Regions from separate parts of the Sus scrofa genome. Here regions 1 and 2 are each linked to region 3. A link is a contact called in public HiChIP or PLAC-seq and promoter capture Hi-C data. All regions are on one chromosome and are shown on one strand. Each heading gives the region's core, a stretch centred on a gene start, on an enhancer-like site or on the middle of the called end of the contact. The rest is flanking DNA. Distances are from core to core; before and after follow the strand shown. Region 1 holds the start of HNRNPH1 (heterogeneous nuclear ribonucleoprotein H). Region 2 holds the start of RUFY1 (RUN and FYVE domain-containing protein 1). Region 3 holds the start of MGAT4B (alpha-1,3-mannosyl-glycoprotein 4-beta-N-acetylglucosaminyltransferase B).

Evidence for each region. Promoter capture Hi-C pulls out the DNA fragments that hold promoters and counts their contacts. HiChIP or PLAC-seq counts read pairs in DNA pulled down with a chosen protein or histone mark.
Region 1: a promoter capture Hi-C map of liver shows a contact between it and region 3, with 2.8 times the contacts expected there. The contact joins the promoter of HNRNPH1 here to the promoter of MGAT4B in region 3. A contact is called at or near these places in 2 of 5 promoter capture datasets (fetal liver and liver), 2 of 47 Hi-C or Micro-C datasets (liver and skeletal muscle) and 1 of 2 datasets of contacts at active chromatin or transcription factors (alveolar macrophages).
Region 2: an H3K27ac HiChIP or PLAC-seq map of alveolar macrophages shows a contact between it and region 3. The contact joins the promoter of RUFY1 here to the promoter of MGAT4B in region 3. A contact is called at or near these places in 2 of 2 datasets of contacts at active chromatin or transcription factors (alveolar macrophages and skeletal muscle).

Annotation. Positions count from the first base shown.
Region 1 is chr2:78,959,152-78,962,946 of Sscrofa11.1, reverse strand. It overlaps HNRNPH1 (heterogeneous nuclear ribonucleoprotein H), which reads right to left and starts at 1,491. Exons shown (of 14, transcript XM_021084330.1): 1 at 1,130-1,491; 2 at 1-16.
Region 2 is chr2:79,020,355-79,024,122 of Sscrofa11.1, reverse strand. RUFY1 (RUN and FYVE domain-containing protein 1) reads left to right here and starts at 2,446. Exons shown (of 18, transcript XM_003123642.4): 1 at 2,446-2,845. The coding sequence starts at 2,551.
Region 3 is chr2:78,782,397-78,786,079 of Sscrofa11.1, reverse strand. It overlaps MGAT4B (alpha-1,3-mannosyl-glycoprotein 4-beta-N-acetylglucosaminyltransferase B), which reads right to left and starts at 2,305. Exons shown (of 15, transcript XM_003123649.4): 1 at 1,905-2,305. The coding sequence starts at 2,001. LOC106507307 (a long non-coding RNA gene) reads left to right here and starts at 2,299. Exons shown (of 3, transcript XR_002341724.1): 1 at 2,299-2,485; 2 at 3,184-3,264.

The DNA of each region.
Region 1 (3,795 bases), core at 242-2,741, 180 kb before region 3:
CGGGCGTCGAAAAAGACTGCAAAGTGGGGATGACGGTCAGACCTGAGAAATGTTAAAATTAAACAGCCTTCCGTTCCGCTCTCGAGACGCCCTGCCGCCCCGCCGCGGCGCCTTAATAAAGGCCGAGGCCGTGCGGACTTCCCGACCCCACATACTCCAACGCCAAACACCCCCTTGGCCAGCGGTCGGGCCCCCGAAGCCGCTCTGTGCACCAGGTACCGGTGCCCCAAGCCAAAGGGGAACCCGGCCTAACGCCAGCGTGGAAGCAAGGAAATGGCGGCGACCGCTTCCGCTCCGCCTCCTCCGACATCTCACACAATAGAGTCAGCGCGGCCTGCAGGCCTCAGCGGCCCTGCCAAGACTCGGCGAACCATTCCTCGCTCCCAACGGCAGGCCGCACCTTGCTAAAGCCTCCCAGGTTCCACAGACTCCTGGGGGTAAACAATCCTCGTAAAAATGGCATCCTTGGAGTCCGCTTCGCGGTAAACACGGAGCAACAAACACTCACCTACACGAACAACTTCGGCGTGGCTGAGAAGAAATGGCCAGCGGGCGCCTGCGCAACCTAAATAAGGCGCTTAGAACAATCTCTGCGCACGCGCAGTCAGGTGGCCGCACCGCCCCGTTGCGTCACACAGAGCTTGGGCGCATGCGTAATTTTACGTTCCAGCCCATCTCCAGGCAGCAAGTTATTAAACGCTGGCGTTTTAGGCTCAGCCCCTCCCACCTCCTTAAACCCGCGGGGCTTTTATGCGCCTGCGCCTTCCCGCGATTATTGCGAGCTTTAGCGGTTTAATTTAGTTTCACGCGCATGCGTCTTCCTTCAAACCGTTCTCTGATCTTACCCGCCAGAAGGGGGGAGGGGAATGGCGGCTGTCAGGTCCTTTATAGGAACTGTACTGTGTACTAGCCTCTGGGTTGTGATGAGGTGCCGCTTAGCCCATTATCTACAGTCCTGGACGACCTGAAGTTACAGGCGCTCCCCGCCCTTGTGCAGCCTATACACCTTTTCTTCCTAGAGCCAGCCCGTGGCAAACAGCGCTGCGGGACTGCGTGCTTCCCGCGCCCGAAGATATCCCGGCGGCGCCGGGAGCGAGTCCTGGGCCTTCCTGCCGCCACTGTTCCTTACCTGTCGTCGTTGGGCCTGGGGCCCCATGCAGAGTCCCTGTGCCCGTGCCTCAGTCTCGTACTCCGCTTTTGCCCTAACGAACTCGCGCTTTGTGACCCCCAGCTGCCCCGCCCCAAGACCTGCGGGCCCTGAACGCCCCGGGCATTAGCACGAGAGGCGGGCGCGGGCATTAGCACGAGAGGCGGGCGCCGTACGCCGAGTCCCGCTGCGCGTCGTGAGTACAGGTTGAGCAGCCAGTGCGCGTTGCTCCGCTTTCTGGAGCGGGTTCCCGCTTGATTTTCCCAAGGCTAAGTAGGAACCGTTTTGTCCATCCCTAGATGGAGACACTCGCCCTGGCGAGACTCCAGGGTCATCTCGTGTGCGCACAGAACTGGAGGCTGGTGATGCTCGTGATTTCCAGTAGCACTGCAGGAATTGGGACCTTGCTCATAGGCTCTCAGTGCTCCCTTTGTCTGATCCTGCCTATCCTCCCCACCTCCAGCCTGGTGGACACAAGCAATAAACACGGAGTACCACAGCAAAGACCTCTCTGAGTGCCACTACTCAGAGATGCAAGAAAGCATGTTTTCGCCCCTGCGATGGTCTGGAGGCCGTATCCAGTTTTAATAGGTTTGAGAAAACTGGAGAGGACATCAGTGGAATAGAGGGAGAAGATGATCCAAGGTCCCAGAAGTAGGCAGGGGCCAATCCTGCCAGGCCATTTAGGCCTTGGCAAAAGTGATAATTACAAGCACAAGAAAAGGTTCTGGCAGGTCTTCAGCAGGGCGCAAGAAGAGCTGTTCGAAAAGAAAAACTCTGCTGCTGGGTGTAAAGGGGACACAGATGGAACAAGCACGGTGAATGCAACTGCCTGCCCTCAATTGCACACGGAGCTAGAGGAAATAGAGGGCATTTTGGCTAAAGTCACTAAGATGGGATTCCCAAATTGTCTAGATCAAAGGTCTATTTCTGAGTGATTCAAAAGCAAGGAGAGGAGTTCCCATCCTGGCTCAGCGGAAAAAAATTCGACTAGTATCCATGCAAACGAAGGTTCAATCCCTGGCCTCGCTCAGTGGGTTAAGGATCTGGCATTGCTGTGAGCTGGGGTGTAGGTTGAAGACCCGACTGGGACCTGGCATAGGATGGTGGCTGCAGCTCAGATTCAACCCCTGGGAACCTCCATATGCCGCAGGTACAGCCCTTAAAAAAAAAAAAAAAGGCAAGGAGAACAGTTTTTGCTCTTGGCCACTGTCTCTCCAAAACATCACAAGACTGTCTTAAGGTTTCCTAACAGGTTACATCATTTGAGAGCTTTGGTCTTATTAAATGACCTAAGAACACTAGTTTCTGGTTAGGTGAAGGAAAAAGCCTGACCCCCTCAAATCATGTCTTTACCTTTCAACAACCTGGCTACATGTCTAAGATGTTTATTTTCCCTAAAGTTTTCTGGGATTTTTTTTCACAGTAAGTAAATGTGATGTGTAATCATCACAGAAAGATAAGATCATTTCCTTGGATAGATTTCTAGAAGTAAACTAGGAAGGACCTAAATATTTTTAGGGCCTACCCTAAATTAAAGGTTTGACAACCCCTCTCAGGGGCAGGTGAGGGTTCCATATCCTTTTGCTTTGCTGACACTGAAAATTCCCTTTCTTTTATCCTCTGCCAATATTTTTATTTTTTGGTCATGCCCAAGGCATGTGGAAGATTCCAGGCCAGGAATCAAACCCATGCCACAGCTGTAACCAGAACCACAGCAGTGACAGTGCTGGATCCTTAACCCACAGAGCCACGAGGGAACTCCCCAGAAGGTTTTCATTTTGATGAAGTCAAAGCTATGGATACTTTGTCTTTAAGCTTAGAAAGTTTGTCTTTAAGCTTAGAAAGCCTCTTCCCAGGAGTCTCCTTGTGGCTCAGCCAGTTAAGGATCTGGCATTGTCACTGTTGTGGTGCCCTTCCACATGTGAGATGTGGCTTGCGGGGGCGGGGGAGCTCTTTCCCATACAAAGATAAAGCATATATTTATTAATTATCTTTTTCATCAACTTTAAACACCTTTTTTTCAGTTTAATCTCTCTAAATTACAGATGTGGGAAGTTCCTGTGCGGTGCAGCAGGTTAAGGATCCAGCATTGCTGCAGCAGTTTCACAGACTGTAAGTGCAGTGAGGGTTCAGTCCCTGGCAGGGGAACTTCCACATGCTGGGTTGGGCCAAAAAAATAAAGGATGTGCCTTAAAAAATAATGGCATGTTGTGGGATTGGCTGGGAATTTGGGGTTAGTAGATGCAAACTATTACATTTACAATGCATAAACAACAGGGTTCTACTGTATAGCACAGCAAACTGGGATAGAACATGATGTACAAGAATATTTTGGAGTTCCCGTTGTGGCGCAGTGGTTAACGAATCCGACTAGGAACCATGAGGTTGTGGGTTCAGTCCCTGCCCTTGTTCAGTGGGTTGACGATCCGGCGTTGCCGTGAGCTGTGGTGTAGGTTGCAGACGCGGCTCCGATCCCACGTTGCTGTGGCTTTGGTGTAGGCCGGTGGCTGCAGCTCCGATTGGACCCCTAGCCTGGGAACCTCCATATGCCGCTGGAGCGGCCCAAGAAATAGCAAGAAGACAAAAAAAAAAAAAAAAAAAAAAAAAAAAAAAAAAAAAAAAAGAATATTTTAACAAAAGGGAGT
Region 2 (3,768 bases), core at 1,197-3,696, 240 kb before region 3:
AAATAGCATAGAGAATGGAATATTACTTTACTCTTCTGGCCAATTAGCTTGAGCACTAACTATACGAAAAGAGATACAAACAAAACAAAAAGGTAGCCAAAAAAAAAAAAAAAAAAAGACAGCTACCACAGGATTAAAGAGGCCTTGAGAAAAAAGATGAAGCCTAAATATTGTTGGACTCTCTTTCTGACTCACCATGAGTCAGATATGAAATGAACAATGTTATATCTTCTTCAGAAAATTGTGCCAAAAAATCAGCAATTATCAGCACTTGTTCATTCTTTATGCTTTATGAAAACTAGCACATGGTTGCAAACATTCCAAATTTCGTTAGATATAAGATAAACTTATTTTCATAATTTTTGTTTTCATTATTCAAAATTAAATCTCAATCAAACCTTTTCTGAGGATTTTTCAGTCTTTCTGAAATGCTGGCTCCTGTTTCACATGGATTCAGTTTTTTATGTATCTTTTTATTTTTTTATTATGAAAAGTCAGACATTCAGAAGAGTAGAAATACATAACAATTCTCCTATACTCAGACCTAGATTTCAAAACTGTCAAGCTCTTGCCATGTTTGCTCCAAATATTTTCTTGTGCTGAAGTATTTTAAATTATAGACATCATGAGGTGTTACCACTTGATACTCCAAATCAGCTCTCAAAATCGAGGTCTCTTCAGAGTTCCCATCATGGTGCAGCAGAAGCGAATCTGACTAGGAACCATGAGATCAAAGAATGCTTACCCTGAGGACAACCAGAAACCATCACCAGACTGACGCCGGACTTGAGGATTCTGAAATGATCTATGGAGGGAGAATAATGTAGACACCTTAATCAATAAACCTGTCTTCTGAGCTAAACCTATAAAACCCTTTCTATACCCTCTCAAGGCAGGACACAGTTTTGAGGCATTAGCCTACAATGGCTTCCTTTGCCTGTCAAAGCAATAAAACTGTTCTTTCTGCTTCACCCAAAACTCTGACTCTGAGACTTAACTGGTGCAAGTGTACCGAGGCCACTTTCCAGCTACACTCTTTCAAACAGGAAACAACTGGCCTTCAGTGGCCAGAAAGATCATAAAAGCTGGTAACAAAGATACCAGGAAAACCTGGGCTTCTAAAAGGACAGCCATCATCCACTCCACCAGTTCACTGCAATCAGAGAATATACTGAGTTGCAAAAGCTTCCAATGTTTCAAGACCAGGCCAAAGTCCAGACTTCTTTTCTTTCTTTCTTTCTTTCTTTTTTTTTTTTTTTTTTTTTTGGCTTTTTGAGGGCCGCTTCCCGAGGCATATGGAGGTTCCCAGGCTAGGGATCCAATCAGAGCCGTAGCGGCCGACCTACACCACAGCCACAGCGACACCAGATCCCAGATCCGAGCCACGTCTGCGATCTACACCACAGCTCACGAGGAATCCTTAACCCACTAAGCAAGGCCAGGGATCGAACCTGCAACCTCATGGTTCCTAGTCGGGTTCGTTAACCACTGCGCCACGACGGGAACTCCCCCAAATCCAGATTTTTTATGTGGAATCCTTTGATTTCTAAATATCTGCAATAGGAATTCCCCTTGTGGCTCTGCGAGTTAAAAATCTGACAAAGTGTCCATGAGAATGTGGGTTCGATCTCTGGCTCCACCCAATGTAGGCTGCAGAATCGGCTCAGATCTGCGTTGTTCCACGTGCTGCAGGTCTGGCACTCAGAAGAAAACAAAAAACAAAAATAAAAATAAATAAATATCTGCAACAACTTTAACTTTAAATTTAAACACTCTGGGAGGCAAACAAAACAGTCTCCTGGTTTGATAAAGCCCATATGCAGCACTTGGCAAACAAAGCGTCAAATGCTAGTGAAATTCGAATTTCTATTTAGACATAGTCCCTTCAAGGGGAAAATAGACTGTAATACCCTACGAGTGGACAGTATGTCCAAGCCACACCCTTCGGTAAAAAACAACTAATGTTCCTGTCATGTGTGCCTTACTTAGTAATGTGCTAAGTTTTGTAAGTATTACCATTTAACTAATTAATTAATAGCAGAATCCAGACCTTCTGATTCCCAGTCCACCAGTGTGCTCTTTCCTGCCAAGCTGTCCTATTTATTTAATTTAAAAAAACAAAAACAAAAAAAAACTGCTTTCCTGCCTCACCTGTCCCAGAGTTTCCTTACTCGCTTTTTTAGGGCTTGACGACTACTCCAGAAAAATGACCAAGTAGAAAAAGTTCTAAAATAAAATGAAAATGAGGGTAAAGTGTCACAAAGAAAACAACAGCCATGTGCGCTGTGTTCTAAGCCGGGCTGGATGCACCAAATAAAAGGAGAAAGTCCAAGAATAACTTCCAGGGAAACAAGTCCTCCCAGCTGATGAGGATGTGGGTGCTTCTTACGATTCGTATTTTCCCCAGCTGTTTTAAAGTAAAAAACAAGAAAGGAGGACGGGAAAGAGGAAGAAGACCGTCACGAACCGGGAAACAGAGCAGCGAGAGCGCAAAAACACGCGCCCGCGCGCCGGCCTCGCCGGGTCAGCCGCCCGCCCGGGCCACGTGACATGACCAAGATGGCCGACGGGGAAGACGGCTCCCGGGCGGGGCAGGAGCCCGGGCCAGCGCCGGGGCCGGAGCCGGGAGAAGAGTTTGAGATCGTGGACCGGAGCCAGTTGCCGGGCCCAGGCGAGCAGCAGAGCGCAGCGAAGGCCCGGGCGGCGGCGGAAGGCTGGTCAGCCCCCATCCTGACCCTGGCGCGGAAAGCCACCGGCAACCTGTCGGCGAGCTGCGGGAGCGCGCTGCGCGCGGCCGCGGGGCTGAGCGGCGCGGATGGCGGCGCGGATGGCGCGGTGCGCGCAGGTAGGGTCCGGCCAGGCGCGCCCTGCTTGCATTTCGCCGGGCGGTTGCCGGTTTCGCAGTGAGAGCCAGGTTGGCGAGTGTGTTTAACCGACTCCCCTGTTAGACGAGTTGTTAAAAAACCATCCTGTTAACACGCCTTAACCTATACCGTGCGTTCAAGCCAAGATAAATTGGTGGGCGTGGATGGCCTGAGATTGGAGTGACTCCACCTCCAGTTATGTTCCCCAGCAGCATTTTTATTCTCTTTTGGTGTCTTAAGATTTAAAAATGTACGCATTTAAGCTTGGGAGGTCTGTGTTAATTTTAAAAGGACTTGAAAAGTGAATCCCCACTGTTCTCTTCTTTAAATCCCAAAATGCCATACCGGCTCACACTTCCAAGTTGTCGACCGCATGCGTCCCTGCTCTCCGCTGAGTCAAAGCACCAAGGCGGAGGTCAGGGATTGAGGGTTCCGGGCGAGCTCTACCACCAGCTGCAGACAAGTTATCACATTTCCCAGCCTGTAAAATAAGAGATGTTTTTGATTGATCCAGTGATCTCTTACAGACTTTTTCAGCCTTTGTCATCTAGAATAGAGTTTCAGCAGGTGAGAATAGAATGATTATGATAGAATACGACTTAGAAAGTCCTATAAAGCCAAATATTTAGAGCTATGCTAATCAGTACAGTAGCCACTACCTACATGTGATATTTAAACATTAAAAATTTAGTTTCTCAGTCACAACAGCCACATTTTAAATGCCCAGTAGCCTCCATGTGGCTAGGACAGTGAAAACATTTCCATCATAGAGAGTGCTGTGGGGCACAGCTCACTAAAGGATGAAGTGCTGTCTATGAAGCATTATAGTGTGACTGAGTTTTTTTGATTCCATCCTTTCCACTGGTAAACTGGCTGTAGAAGTCAGCGATGGCACCAAAATAGT
Region 3 (3,683 bases), core at 1,056-3,555:
TTACAAAAGTTAGATGGTGCATTTGGAATGAACCCTTCTCAATTGGTAGATGGTGCTTTTAAAGTGCTCAACAACAGGGAACAACGACAGAAGAGGATGCAAGACGAAATATGCCCCTTTTCCAGCAGCAGCACTGGTTCCCAGGGAGGCAAGGAACCTGAAGAGAAGTGAGCCACCACTGGGGAGGGAACAGTGCACTTACTGAAAGAAGGGGATGGGAAAAAGAGTGTCCGCCGCTAAAGAATAAGACGAAAATCAATAAAAGAAGATGGGAGCCTCTTACACGGCAGAAAGAGAGGAACACTCTGATGAGTCATCAAGAGGCCCAGGGACCCCCTTGGACTTGAGGCGCCCAATTCCAGTTTCTCCACAGGAGCCCCAGGCAATTTTGACAGTGGGGGACAACCTGAGTGACTTTCTGAAAAATATGGGTGCTACATGGTCTGTGGTCAATACTAAGGTGGCAGAGAAAACATCCCAATTCATGCCGGTTACAGGAGTTTCTGGAGAAATACAACGTCATGCTTTCTAGAATGCCAATTAGAGGACCTCACCCTAAAACACAGTTTCTTATATACATGCCAGCATGTCCAATCCCTCTTTTGGGCCAAGATCTCCTTTGTAAATTAAATGCTCTCAAAGACCTAGCAGTTGCCAATTATGTTAAAATCCTGGGCACCATACTAACCTCTGTTCATGAGTTTGCCTCCAACAGGTCTGCCTATCCAACTGAGGTAGCCTCACACCCTTTCCAACCTGGAGACCCAGTCCTCCTTAAAGCCTGGAGAGAACAAAGGCCTAAGCACCAGCTGACTGCAAGGTGGACAGGACCACATGTGGTATTACTTACCACACACTCATCTGTCAGGTTAGCTGGAGTAAAGCCATCGATTCATCACACTCGGGTTAAAGGAGCCCCACTGACATTAGTAAATGACCCAACTCCTGAGCGGCCTAGAGAGCAATGGGTTTGTGAACCCTTAGAAGACTTAAGGTTGCTCTTGAAAAGGGATAAGTATTGAGATTAAAGTTTCATCATAGCAGGAATGTTACCAAGTTTAAATAGTTGTAGATAAAGAGAATTGTATTACTTAATATTCCTAGCATAAAACTGATCAATTCCATTCCATGGTCACACTTTCAGTGCCCAGGTACAGCAGAAAGTAGCCAAAAAGATCGCTGCCCCCTTTTCCATGGACATTGACACTGAGGAGTTGTAAGCAGTCCTTCGTGAGTGACCTTTAGTGGCCAGCATTGTAGGGGGCCCTTCCCCCATGCAAGTGACAGCTAGTGAGAGACCCTTGGCTCCCCCCCCCCCGCTTCTCAGTATAAAAGGAGCCTGAATTGGGACTGAGGCAAGATGGTTTTCTAAAACACTAGTCTGCCATCTTCTTGGTCTGCTAGCTTTCAGATTAAAGTCACTATTCCTTGCCCCAACAACTCATCTCTGGAATGTACTGGCTTGTCGTTGGGAAGGCAGAGCGGACTTGGGTTTGGTATCATCAGGAACAGTGTACCCAGGTGCCTGGAGCTGGTACCCTGGGAACCCTCTGGCACAGCACAGCCACCTCTGTGACCTTGTGTCTCTGTCCCTCTGTGAGAACTCTGAAGTCCCCAGCATGGCAGAACTGTACTCACGGAGGCCGGTTCGGAGCGTGCCCTGGGCGCCCACTATCTGCTCACCCGCGCGGCCCAGCCCAGGCCGCAGGAGAATTTCTTTATTCCAGCAGCAAACAAGTGGGGGCGAGGATGGGAGGGGCGTCCTCCCCCGCCGCTCGGGCGAGGAAGGGGCGCCTGCGTCCGCTTCCGGCCGCTTCGCGGGCGGATGCCCGCACCCTGCTCCGGACGCCGGCTCCCAGGTGTGGATGGGGCACCGGGCGGGCGGCGGCGGAGGAGGGGCTCACCTTTCTGGCCGCTGAGCGCCGCGTACCAGGAGAGGGAGAGGAAGGCGCACAGGCAGAAGAGCAGCAGCGTCAGGAAGGTGCCATTGCGGAGCCTCATCTCCTCGGGTGCGCGGTGGGCGCCGGCGGGGCCGAGGCCGCATGGCCCGGGGGACCGGGGCCGGGGCGCGGGGACCAGGAGGCTGCGGGGGCCCCGGCCCCGGGGCGGGGACGGGCTGGGAGCCCGGGGCCGGGCGGGGATGCAGGCGGGCCTGCCGGGGTGGACACCTGACCGGTCGCGGAAGTAACCGCTACTCCCGGGTGCGGGGAGCAGACGGCCTCGGCTTGGCGCCTGGGCCGGGATGGGCTAAGCTGCGCGGCAAGAGCCGCGGCCCGGCCTGGATCCGGGGCCGCCGCCGAGTGGCTGCGAAGGGCGGGGCGGCCGGGATTTAAAGGGGCCGCATCACAGGCTGCCACCACCAGCACCGCGAGGGGGCGGGGTGGGACCAACACCGGGATTCCGCCCTCCGCCAGGCTCGGGACAGTGGCTGCTGCGTGGACTCACGCGGTCCCAGACTTGGGGCTGCCCTGGGCTCAGGCCTCAGGTAGGTTGAGGCCGTGGCCTTCAGGCAGGTCGCTTTGGGTGGAGGCGTCGTGCGTGGACCTCTGACCCCTTTTCAGTAACATTTCCATTATGAACAACCCCCACCCAGGTCCGGAGCCCACTCAGGTTAACTCTGGGAACTTCAGGCCCCTCCCCTAGGTCTAAGGGAGTCTAGGAAGTGGGAGGGGAGTAATAGGGAAGAACAAATCTGACTCCATATTAGATCTGTTCCTGTTATTTTAACCTTTGTGCTTTGTTGCCTGTGCTTAGTCATGCTCTGCACCTTTTTTGTTTTAAAAACAATCTTGTCTATACCTATGTCTATGTGGACAGCTATGAAAACAAATTATCAGGCACAGAGAAATTTGCAACAACCACGTCCCTCCCTCATCTTGCCTTTACAAGGGCTTTGCTGAAAGCCTGCAGGGAGTTTGTGGCTTTTTAAAGCACAAGCAACCCATTTCCTTGCATGGCACTGCAGTAAACCTTTCTGTGCTCCAAATCCTGACTTTCGGTGTTGTTTGGCTTTGGTGTGCACTGAGCACACGGACTTGGTAACAATTATGGCAGCCCAGGTGGGACACTGTGCCCAGCAGATTGACACCTGCTGGGGCAGCCCCTTACCTGAGTTCCCAGCAGCTGCCCAGAGCTCATTTTGCTCTGGGGAAGAGGTGTGTGTGTGTGTCTCTCGCCCTGCAGGCACCAGCCACCCCAGGGCAGGATGCTGTTTAAAGCTAAGAAATGTCCAGAGCTGTGTTCCACATTCAGTGTTGATTGGGGGTAAGTCGCTCCAGCTTGCTGAGGCTGGGAACTCTCTCCATTCCATTTGGGCTGCTTCCCTTGTGGGAAGTGAGTCACTTTGGGTCCGTTCTCTTTTGAGATCTGGGCCAATCTGTTTGGACGTGTCTTCTGTCTGGGAATGGAAGTGGAATTTTAGACTACCCCGTCTCTGATTTTCTGTCTTATATGTTATTTGTAATTGTGTGTGTGTGTTGTTTTGGGGTGAGCCACTCCAGTTTGTGCCTTTGTTTGTGGGACTGTAAGTTTGTTGTTTGTATGTGTATCAGTATGCATTGGTCCATAGAGACATTTTTGATAACAGGTATCCTTGCCTATTGCGCTGGGTTTTGCTTATGGCAGAGTAGTGGTTGGGATTTTCCCTTTGCAATGGACGAGAACCTCCCTTTTTGGTGCTAGGG